Linked DNA regions of Mus musculus: region 1 is linked to region 2. A link is a contact called in public HiChIP or PLAC-seq data. All regions are on one chromosome and are shown on one strand. The core of a region is the stretch at or near the end of the contact, and the rest is flanking DNA. Distances in the headings are between cores, read along the strand shown.

Region 1 (5,411 bases), core at 1,357-3,856, 89 kb before region 2:
AAGTTCACCAGACTCCTTTCTGCATTGCAGCTGCAGTGTTCTAGGAATCGGACTCCCCGGGGTTTCCTCAGTGGGACCAGGGACAGGAGCAGTCGCCCATCCTCAGACTGGCTGCTCCTGTTCTTCCACTATGGTTTTGGGAGGCTTCTCGATTTCATTTCCTCTACAGAGTCACACTCAGACTCCTGGAAGGTAGCAAGGGAGAGTGGACATGGGGGTCACAAGGGAACCTGGTGGGGCCTGAGAGAAAGGATGACAGCTAAGGGACTTTAGGAAAGGAACAGAAGCCGACATCTGCACTGCTGTGATCAAACGGCTGTCATCTCTCTGTCCTTAACAGTTAGATAGCTTCCTCTACCTCACCGGATCTCAAAAAGGTAGCCATCCTATGCTGTGGATGGGACATTTAAGCTTGGGTGAGCCAGTCCCATCCTTTTCTGATGAGCCTCAGATTTATTTATTTATTTATTTATTTATTTATTTATTTATTTATAGAAAGTATCAGGAAATTGGTGCTGGCCCTTTGACTTTGAGTGCTAAAAGAGGTTGATTCCTAGGCATCCTAGCCTAGATAGTTAACCCTTTGTGCCTTTCAGGATGACATTTTCTTCTTTACTTTCCTCTGGTTTGTGTGTGTGTGTGTGTGTGTGTGTGTGTGTGTGTGTGTGTGTATGCACACGTGTGCACGCGCATGCACGCCTATGCATGCATATGGTATATGTGTGGAGACAACTAGCAAGAGTTGGTTTTCTCCTTCCACTGTGTGGGTCTAGAGGATCGACCTGAGATCCTCAGGCCTGGCGACAAGAACCTTTACCCCCTGAGCCATCTCACTGGCCCCTCCTGAGGTGTTTTGAAGATTCTCTTGGCTGCTCTTTCCAGCCTAGCCTCATCTTCACCCTTTATCTTAATTCTGTTCTGGAGTGTGTGCATCTGATACGCGAGGCTGGCATGTCCTGTTACAGTCACCAGAAAACATTGGTTTTCTTCGGTCACTGACCAAGCTTCTCACTGCCTGGCTCTGGAAGGAAGAATTAAGTCCTGTTTTCAGAATCATCTGCTTTTGCCTTACTGTGCAAAAAGCTTACCTTGGCAGGGAACCACACACTGAACGCTAGCCTAAGCAGCCACTGTGGCTTTACTAAATGGTGATTGTCAAGTAGAATTGATAAGGTAGGCCAACACCAAGTGGAATCAAGGGCTGGATATTTATTTCCATTGTGTTAGTCTTCCTGACTTTCCTTATGCAGCTGTCTAACAACCAGAGTGGACACAATATTTCCTCCCACTAGTTTTAAACATAGATGCTTTTTGGGTTTCTGTTAAAAGTTGTTTTATAGATCAAAGGAAAATAAATTGTTAGGTGGATCACTGTTCCCTGGCATAGGCTAGTCTTCAATTCTGCAAGTCACCAAGGTGACGTTGAATTCTGATCTTTACCCTGCCTTCAGGTTCTGGCATTACAGCTGTGTACCACCACATACAATGTTTATGTAGTGCTGGGTATTGAACCTGGGGTGCTACGCACGGCAGTCAAACACACCATTGTCTGAACTGCCTCTCTAGCCTTTCAGACTAAACTTTAAAACTATAGCAATCAGGATTCTGTGGTTCCCTCTGTACTTTGACAGATGTGAGCCAATGGGGCTGTAGTGGGAAGAGAGAGAAAAGGTTACATTTGTGGCACAGGATTGTAACTAACAAATAAGGCGCCTTTGTCATCTTAATTGGCTCTTCCTGGCAGAAGTTTCATACAGCTGTTTCTCTGGGACACTGACAACTATTTATGGTAAGCAATTTTTGTGGATTATAACAAGTTTCAACAGAAAGTTGGATCATCTCACTTGGAAGGGTTCTTCCTGAGCTCAGGGCAGATGGAATCACAGTCATCGCCTGCTCTCTGATTTTCTGTTTCTTTTTTCTTTATAAAATGTTCACCATTGAAGCTCTGACTCGAGTTCTAGCGTCTCTTGTGCTAGTCCTCAGTTACTGAAGTGTGGGTTGGTGTGTGTTGGGGAAAGGGACTGGTTGCAGAGTGGATGGGCGTTGGATGCTGGCAGCCCCTACTGCATCATGAAGCAGCAGGGCTGTGTGCTGATAGCCACCCAGTTCTTTCCTAACCGTTTCTGCAGTTTCCAGTGTCTCCTCCAGCTCCACTCTGGAGTTGCTCTTGCTTTGATCTGGAACCTGAGCCATCTTTCCTTTAAAATGAGGCAGTCTGGAAAGAGCAGCTCAAAAGGCAGACTTCTTTTATACAATACCAAACATCTTCAGCCTCCCCAGGATCAGAAACCTCTCACCTACTGCAAGAATTATTTATTTATTTATTTATTTATTAAAAGTGAACCGAGTTGAAGTTAACAAGCTTAACTGTAGCATGTGCTACACTTTTTGTACACATCTCCAGCTGTTTTCTGGACATACCCATAAAGGAGACATGTTCCTGGGCTGTGGTTTAGCTTCAGCCCTTAATATTGCTCTGTCCTTCCTAGTTGAAGGGAACTTACAAAGAAGCAAAACAGCTGTTCTGAAGTACATCTAGAGACTGAAACTCCAGAATCTGTTGATCATCCCCTCCCCCCACCCCTTTACCCTCAAAGACCTTTAAATAGAAGCCGCTTCCTTTTACCCATTGACCCCAAGCCCTATCTGATGTCTTCAGTTGTGGAGCAGAGTGGCAGCTTGCTTCTGAAGTCTACCACGAAGGGCTTCAATGTTTCATGGAAATGGCAACAAAATAACCTGATATTAAGAGCCCACCTTGAAGTCTGCCAGTTGTGCAGTTGCAAGCTTAGTCAGATTTTGAAATGTTGTCTCCAAAATTATATAATCCAGGTGGATATGAAAGGTCTAATTGCATTGTCTTAGTGCACGGGCTATGGGTGTGTAAGCCCTACCATCTGACGTGCACTTTGCAGAGGGAACTAAAACACAATGTGGATTAGTTCTGTGCAAAACGGCTTCATCTTGTTTATGCACTGCTTTAGGCTCTTGGCAGAACAGATTTAAAAAAGAGTTAAGCCATACAGAGAAGCCCCATCCGTATAAAAGATTCATTATTGAAGCCTTAACTCAAGTTTTAGCTTCTCTTGACATACTCCTTAGACATTCGTTGAAATATGGGTCCAGATACATTGGGGAGGGAATCTGCTTTAGAGTGTTGGGGAAGGAGACTGGTTTCAAGTGGATAGGCACTGGCATCCCTGGTGCTGCTGAAAGGAATGGTGGCTCATTCTGTGGTCATGTGACAGGCAGGGTCTTGTGCTGTGTTTTAGACATTGCCTAGTTCAGGGGATCTTTGGTAGGCGACAGTCTCAGTAATGGCAGACAGTTTATGAGGCCTTGAGGGACTGGGCTTGGGGTGGGTGGATCGGCTTGAGCTGGGTGGTATCTGAACAATCAGCTTGCTTTTAGAACATAGCCCTAGTTTGGCTTAGGCTTTGCATGCTCAGGAAGGCCTCACAGTAGCCAGGGTCAGCAGGAACTTAGTGATTCTGCCATGCAGACAGAGGAGGTCTTTTAGGATAGTAATGCTGTGCAAACATGACCATGGCTGCTTGCTTTGTGTGTGTGTGTGAGAAAGAATAACCTTTGGACTAAAAATTAGAACAAAAATGTTCAGGTATTTAGAATGATCCTATCTGAATACGGACCCTCAGAAATCCTCTATTTGGAAGTCATTCACATGGCTATAGTAACTTCTTGCCTTAGAAACAATAACCCTGATAAAATTATTTGGTAATCAAGAAGGTAGGGGTGTAGTTCAATTGGTAGAACACTTAGCTAGCACACATGAAGTCCTAGGTTCCATCCCCAGTACCACATAAACCAGGCATGATGGTGCAGGCCTGTAATACTAGTGCCTGAGAGGTGAAGGCAGGAGGATTAGAAGTTCAAGGTCATCCTCAGCTACACAGGAAGTTCAAGACCAGCCTGAGCTATATGACACTGCATCTCAGACAAGAACTAAGTGATGAAAGAAGGCGGGGTGAGTTGGTAGGGGTCCTGTGGGGCTAGGACGCAACTTGATAGTAATGAGTTCTTATTGAAAGTGACACAGCGTCTGGAATTGTGGAATCGGGGAAGACTCAGAGGAATCTTGTGATAATCAGAGTGTGCAGACCAGTGAGGTCCTGATGTTCTTTATGCCTGCAGACAGGATGAATACCAGAGATCTGAAAGTAATCCTTTTTAATGTGCACGTGCGTGTGCACGCATGTGTGTGTGTGTGCATGCACATGTGTGTGTAGATTGATGGCATGCAAAGCTTAAGCTTTGACTGGTGACAGATCTTTGTCTAGAAAACCGATACTTTTCTTCTCTTTAATGTAGAAGTTTTGGGATCCAGCAAGCTTCAGAGACAGTAAATGTTCACCGAGTTCTTCAAATTCAGTCTCATTATGTCAACTCGTGGGTGACATTTCCCCCTTGCATTTAATATCTGAGGCACAAAGTCTTACGTATTAAAATACATCTAATGTCTTGTTTTTGCTATGACACACTTCTTACCTACACAATTAAATGGGTCATGTTCTGAAATGTATGCACAGGTCTGGAGAGGTGTACCATGTATTGTATATCCCACCTTGTAGGAAGTTTGCTAAAGTGGAAAAAGCACTGTATAGGCCACCTGTAGTGTACGCTTTATGAGCAGTAGTCACATACGAGGAGCTGTACTCGGGAGAAGAGTTATAAATGGTCATTAGCCATGAATAATTAACTTGGAACTTGACCGCACCTGGGAGGTTCCAGCCCGTGGTGATAACCACTATTGTTTAAGGTGAACTTGAACCTGTTATCCCCTGTTGAGTTTCCCTTTCTCTTATGTGTCTGCATCCATTTTTATTGCCTGTTGACCTAGACATTTGTCCTTAAAAACCCACCTTGCAGAGCTCTACAGTTTACCAAGGGAAAATAATCAGACAGGAAGGCCGCTTGTAAAATCTCGATCAAGATTTCAAGAGAATGATTGTCTTAGAGCTTTTGTTCAGGGTGATTTTACACGGGCCACGGATGTGCTCTACACGGCTCTAAGGGTTGCAAGCTGTTCTGACACCGTTTCACAGTGATAAACTCAGCCGTTGAGCAGAGTTCTTGGGAGTATCTGCTGTTCACCAACACTAAGAGCGAGGCAGAGACTAAACTGGCCGTGCTCCCAATTTTGAGAGAGAGAGTTGAGCTCAATTAAAAGTTGAATCCAATTTAAAGCTGGATCAAAGGAAGGATTTGGGTGACAAGGATGTTGGGGCCCGGTGGGCATTTCAGCTTCCACGTGTGGAGGTGCCAAGCACTGGGCATTAAGAGGAGGGCCGGAGTGTGAATGTTAGGAGCTGAGATGATGTAGAAATAGTGTCCGTGTAGAAAAGTGTAGAAGCAGGAAGGGAACACATGTTAGGATGCCATTGTCCACC
Region 2 (4,854 bases), core at 2,179-4,678:
ACACCCTGCCTGTATCTGTGCCTACCCTTTATTCTGAGGATCAGTTTATACAAAGCTTTAAATGTAGTGATGAGATGCAGTGGGGAAAGATGGAGTACTCTGGTTACAGCAAATGTCTGTGGCTTCAAAAGAATTCACTGTGGCTTTCCCTGCATCTTGACTTAATGTGACTTATTTACAATCAAGTTAAACAAGCAAAGAAAAAAAAGTGAATCAAACAAACAAATGAAAAAGCCAACTACAGCCTAGATCCCTTTACAAAGCCTAAGGAGATATTCATGCAATATTTTTTCCATCCCCAAAATGTGCACTGGGAGGACGACGGGAGAAAGATGGGAAGCTGCCGTGACATCATCACCCAGTCCACTTGGACAAGGATGCTCGAAGGCACAAATGTAGATCTTAAAGAATACCTTGTGCGCTGGTGAGATAGCCCAGCTATTGTCAAGCTTATAAACCTGAATTTGGTCACTGGTACCCATGTGGCAGGAGGAGAACACCTGCTCTTTCAAGTTCTGCTCTGACCTCAGATGCGTAGCCCATGGCGTGTGCATGGTCCCAGCCCCATGCACGTACACAAAACAAACAAACTAACAATGTGGCCAAATTTTTGTCAGTCAGATGTGCATGTGTGAAATGTGTTTTTCCTTTCATTGTGTGTGCCCCTCTATGTTCTTGTGTGGACAGTGCAAATGCATGCATGTATGTGTGTCTGTGTGTGCGTGTGCGCTAGTGTGTGCATGTAGACATCAGAGGATGACCTCAGGGGTCATTCTCCAGGAGCTGCCCACCTTGGCTTAGGAGACAGGTTCTCTCCCTGGCCTGGTGTGCACCAGTTAGGCTAGGCTGGCTGGCCAGTGAGGTCCAGGGGAATCCCCTTGTCTCTGCTTCCTCAGTACTAAGACTGCAGGCATGCATTGCTGTGCCTCGCTTCCACATATGGAATCTGGGGTGAACTCAGATCCTCCCATGTCTTGCAGATGGCAGCCGAGGCATCTCCCCAGTACCCCTTTGTTTGTTTTGTGACAAAACACTTCAGGTAGTCCAGGCTGGCTTGGGGTTGACTAAGTAGTCCAGGCTAGCCTCAAACCCTTGATCCTCCTGGTTCAGTCTCCCAAGTGCTAGGACTACTACAGACTGTGTGGTTTTCATAGTACATTATAGAAGGTTATGCCATGTTTGAAAAACTCTAAACTTAAAAAAAAAAAAAGTGTGTGAGCTCTAAGAAAGTATGTAAAGAAATTGAGCTGTTTTCAACAGAACTCCACACCCATCCCTGTGCTGACCCCTTTCCCCAGGCAGAAATTCATCCTCAGAGAGCTTAGTGTGGCCTATGCGTCAGCTTGCGTATAAAGCAACAAGCGCAGCAGCAGGTCCAAGCTGCTGGTATCTGGCATCTAACCTGCCCAGTAAGCATCCCCTGCCTCCTTCTATGTTGACCTTAAGGAGATCTTGCTTGATAATTTAGGAAGATGCTGAGTGGATGGGACCAGATCACCCTGTTCCTGACGCTGCTGTACCAACAGCTGAACAAGATGCTCCCTCAAACTGCCTCCTGTGTCTCCCCTGCTGAGTGAGGCTTTGGGGGTTGGGTGAAAGTGAAACTCACTCCCTGGCCTCTTCTGTAGCTTCCCCCACCCCCCAACCCGTGTGTTACTAATGAGGAAGGAGAGGGGCGATAAGTTCTTGATGATCCAGGAGGCAAATGTATCCCAAGTTTGTCGCTGTCCTTTCTCTGATTTTCCTGATCATTAACTAAATGGTATGTGGATGAAAACAGATTAAACTTGGCAACTTAGCGTGTGATCTGTCTTTCGAGGGAAGCAAAGTCTACGCATTGGTCCAGTGACATTTAAATGCTTCAGCCATGCCTACTGGGCGCTCTGTTTTCCCCCTCGACTGTGAGCAGAAATGCTAATGACAGACTCTGATAGAAGCTGATGTCCTTGGAACTGAACTCCAGTCCTCCGCAGGAGCAGCAAGTGCTTTGAACAGCAGAGCCATCTGTCCAGTCCCTTGACTTTTGTTTTGATAGCATGTAAGCCACACATGATTGAAACTGTGTTAGTTCACAGAATGCTAGTAGCTTTGATTTTTTTTTCCCCTAATTAGCCTACTCGGAGGAAAAACTTAAATGTTCATATTCTCACAGTGTCCAGGGCTGGACAGCTATTATGGATGAGTTGGTTGCACTTCGATCATCAGAGAACCCTTCCTGTAAGTGCCCAGGCAACCGATCCCCACTATGTCAGGGCCCAGCAGGGAAAGAGCTTGGGTCCCCGTCTTCTGCCCACAGCCCTGCCTGCCAGCCAAGACCATGAATCAAAGTCTCTGACACAAAGTCATGTTATGAACCCTGGGCTTCCTATAGAGTTTGGCTCACTCCGGGCTGATCTCTAATAAAGACAAAGGCCAGGGGACAGAAATATCTCTCTTCTTGCTCCTGGCAAATACCATTTCGATCCTGTCTCCATCTCAGTGTCCAGAAAATTGGATTGGAAACGGGACATCGCCGGGGAGTAAATCAGATTAGTGCTTCCTCCCTCGCAGCCTCCAGCAGGCCTCTCATTCTGCTGAGCACGTCTCTCATTTATATGAAGTTGTTTATGACCCCCCTGTGTCACAGAGACGTTTCTAAACCGACTGAATCAGTACAGGCAGTGGGTGACCCTCCTAGCCACGGAGCCTAGAGGATTGGGCTTATTGGAAAATACTGCCAGTGGCTTCATTTTGTCTGGAGAAATGTCTGTGTCCTCACAGCTTTCGTATAGCTGGACACTAAGTGACCTCAGGAGAGCCCCCATCTGTCCCTCACAAGCCACTTGGTGTCTGACAGTGGCCCAGGCCCCAGAGCTGACTGGAATGGGACCCTGAGTCCTGGTTCAACACAGGTGTTTCCAGAGTCCTCTGTGTGGGCACTTACAGAGAGGATCATCTGTTCTCACAGGAACCCATCTGCTGACAAGAAGTGTCGAGGAGCAGGCAGCGCAGCTGTGTGCGACAGGAATAAGGAACTGCCCTGATGGGTGTTGAGGTTTCCGGTTCCTCCTGAGACCTTTCAATTTCCAAGAACTTCTTGGAGTGTTTGGTCACAAGATGCAGACGGGCTCTGCTTGTTTTCATGGCACAGATGCTTTTAAGAACAGAGCTTTGCACACTTCAATGTAAAATTAGATTCCAAAAGCCCACAGATGGTTCTAGAGCGAACTCTCCTTAACCCCACTCCCAGGTCAGCCACAGAACCAGGACCTCACGCATCAGGGCATGACTCTACCACTGAGTTCCACCCCAGCTTTCTGAACCCCGTTGGAACCTTGGGTGTTTCTCCAAAGACACAGGAACTCACCCAGTCCCCATGTTGTGTGCACAGAGCCCCTCACTGTTTCCCTGATTGCGTTTGCTGTCTTTGTAAGTTCAGAAGTATTTGGGAGGCGGAAGCTGACAGCCCTCCACACCCCAGAGGCCTGAGTCCGGATGCAGAAGTCTACCTCCGCTCACTTCCTACTGGCTAGATGGCCATGGGCCATGGCATATCCATGCCTGACACCACAGAGAAGGCTCCCATGAAGTCAGGAGGCTCCGTGGTGAAGCAGGAACTGGAACTCGAGGAGGTCCCAAGGAGAGAGTGGAAACCAGGGTTTAAGTGCGGCCATCTGGTCTCCCACAGGCCACGCCCATCTTTCTGACTGCAGCTTCTACAGCTGGTTTGATTGTTCTTGTGGTCCTCATTATCCACTTCAGACTGAATGACATGAAAGTCTCCGGGAGTAGACAGACACAGGCATCCAAATATCATAACATTTTTTTTTCTTAGACCAAATAACAAGGCTGCTTAGGCTTTTTAGCATCTAAAACTGTGGGTTGTGATATCATTGTATTTGGGTTAAATTTATTTTTGATTGATAACTCCAATGTTATTGTGCTTAGCTCTCAGTGTTGGGCAAAAACCCAGGGCTGGTGTAGACTTTATTTATGTCTGATTTCTTTGTGAAACTGATTCTTTTCTCGTGCCCTACTTTTAGGATTTGAATTTTAGCAGAATTAATCTGAAATGACTCAGAATTATACAATTAATTGCATTCAGCTTCAATTATAGTTTGCGCTAGCTGAGCCAGGCTATTGTCCTCCCTGGGGCAGGCACTTGCACATGGCTGTCTTGGCAGGTGCTAAGGCCCTGTGGCTCTCCCTTCAGCATGCCAGCTTCCTGGGGAAAGTTGTTCAGGGCTGACAGTCTTCTGCCAAGTACATTGAGAGTGGTAAGGACCCAGGAGTGCCACGGGGCTGTTGACATCAGATTCTTTTATTATGGTATAGGGGAAAACAGACTGTGATGTAAAGGGTGGAGGAGTTAAGACTTAGGTAGGTATTGTGGGTCCTGTTATCACTGACCATGGCTGGGGTCAGAGAAAGAGAGGGGCCTCCTCTGAGCTCAGAGGAGCCAGAGGATGAGACCAGGTAACAAAGGGGCTTACAGAAGGGAGGTGGGAATTAACAAGAGGCTACAAAATATTGAGTGCGCTGTGGAGAGAAACATTCTATGGGTGAATCAGCTACAGGTCTGGGCTGCTTCTGCTGGGGTGGGGGATATCTTTAGATCAGTGTGCTGAAGTCAGGGACAGCGTGTCTCCAACTCCTGCTCCTCTGGAATGTTCTTATTTTCTTCGCAGGCTGACTTCATTCACACTGTCTATTTGGCAACACATGACCGAATTGGGAGCCGAGCTCTTTTTGGCAGGAAAAGTTCATTAATTTTAGTTGGCTCTCCCCACCCTTCACAAGTGTGCCTGGGGGGTGGGAACTGCCTCTCATAATCACACAGACGCCATCCCTTGCCTGGACTTCTAGGTTCTAAGA

Evidence for each region. HiChIP or PLAC-seq counts read pairs in DNA pulled down with a chosen protein or histone mark.
Region 1: a BATF HiChIP or PLAC-seq map of CD8 T cells shows a contact between it and region 2, with 6 read pairs. The contact joins two enhancer-like sites. A contact is called at or near these places in 2 of 15 datasets of contacts at CTCF or cohesin (the NIH/3T3 cell line and large pre-B cells), 4 of 484 Hi-C or Micro-C datasets (adipose-derived mesenchymal stem cells, centrocytes, liver and 1 more) and 6 of 115 datasets of contacts at active chromatin or transcription factors (CD8 T cells, the NIH/3T3 cell line, the SCID.adh cell line and 3 more).

Annotation. Positions count from the first base shown.
Region 1 is chr11:108,309,291-108,314,701 of GRCm38.p6, reverse strand. The region is part of intron 2 of Prkca (protein kinase C, alpha); the gene reads left to right. Among named protein-coding and RNA genes, the nearest start is that of Prkca, 32 kb to the left of the region's middle. Within about 2 kb of position 2,606, at least 22 of the 459 cell types and tissues checked have an H3K27ac peak or open chromatin away from gene starts, as enhancers often do. A contact at or near this core is called in CD8 T cells and the SCID.adh cell line, where this site is marked.
Region 2 is chr11:108,221,510-108,226,363 of GRCm38.p6, reverse strand. All of the region lies in intron 2 of Prkca (protein kinase C, alpha), which reads left to right. Among named protein-coding and RNA genes, the nearest start is that of Gm11655, 51 kb to the right of the region's middle. Within about 2 kb of position 3,428, at least 167 of the 459 cell types and tissues checked have an H3K27ac peak or open chromatin away from gene starts, as enhancers often do. A contact at or near this core is called in CD8 T cells and the SCID.adh cell line, where this site is marked.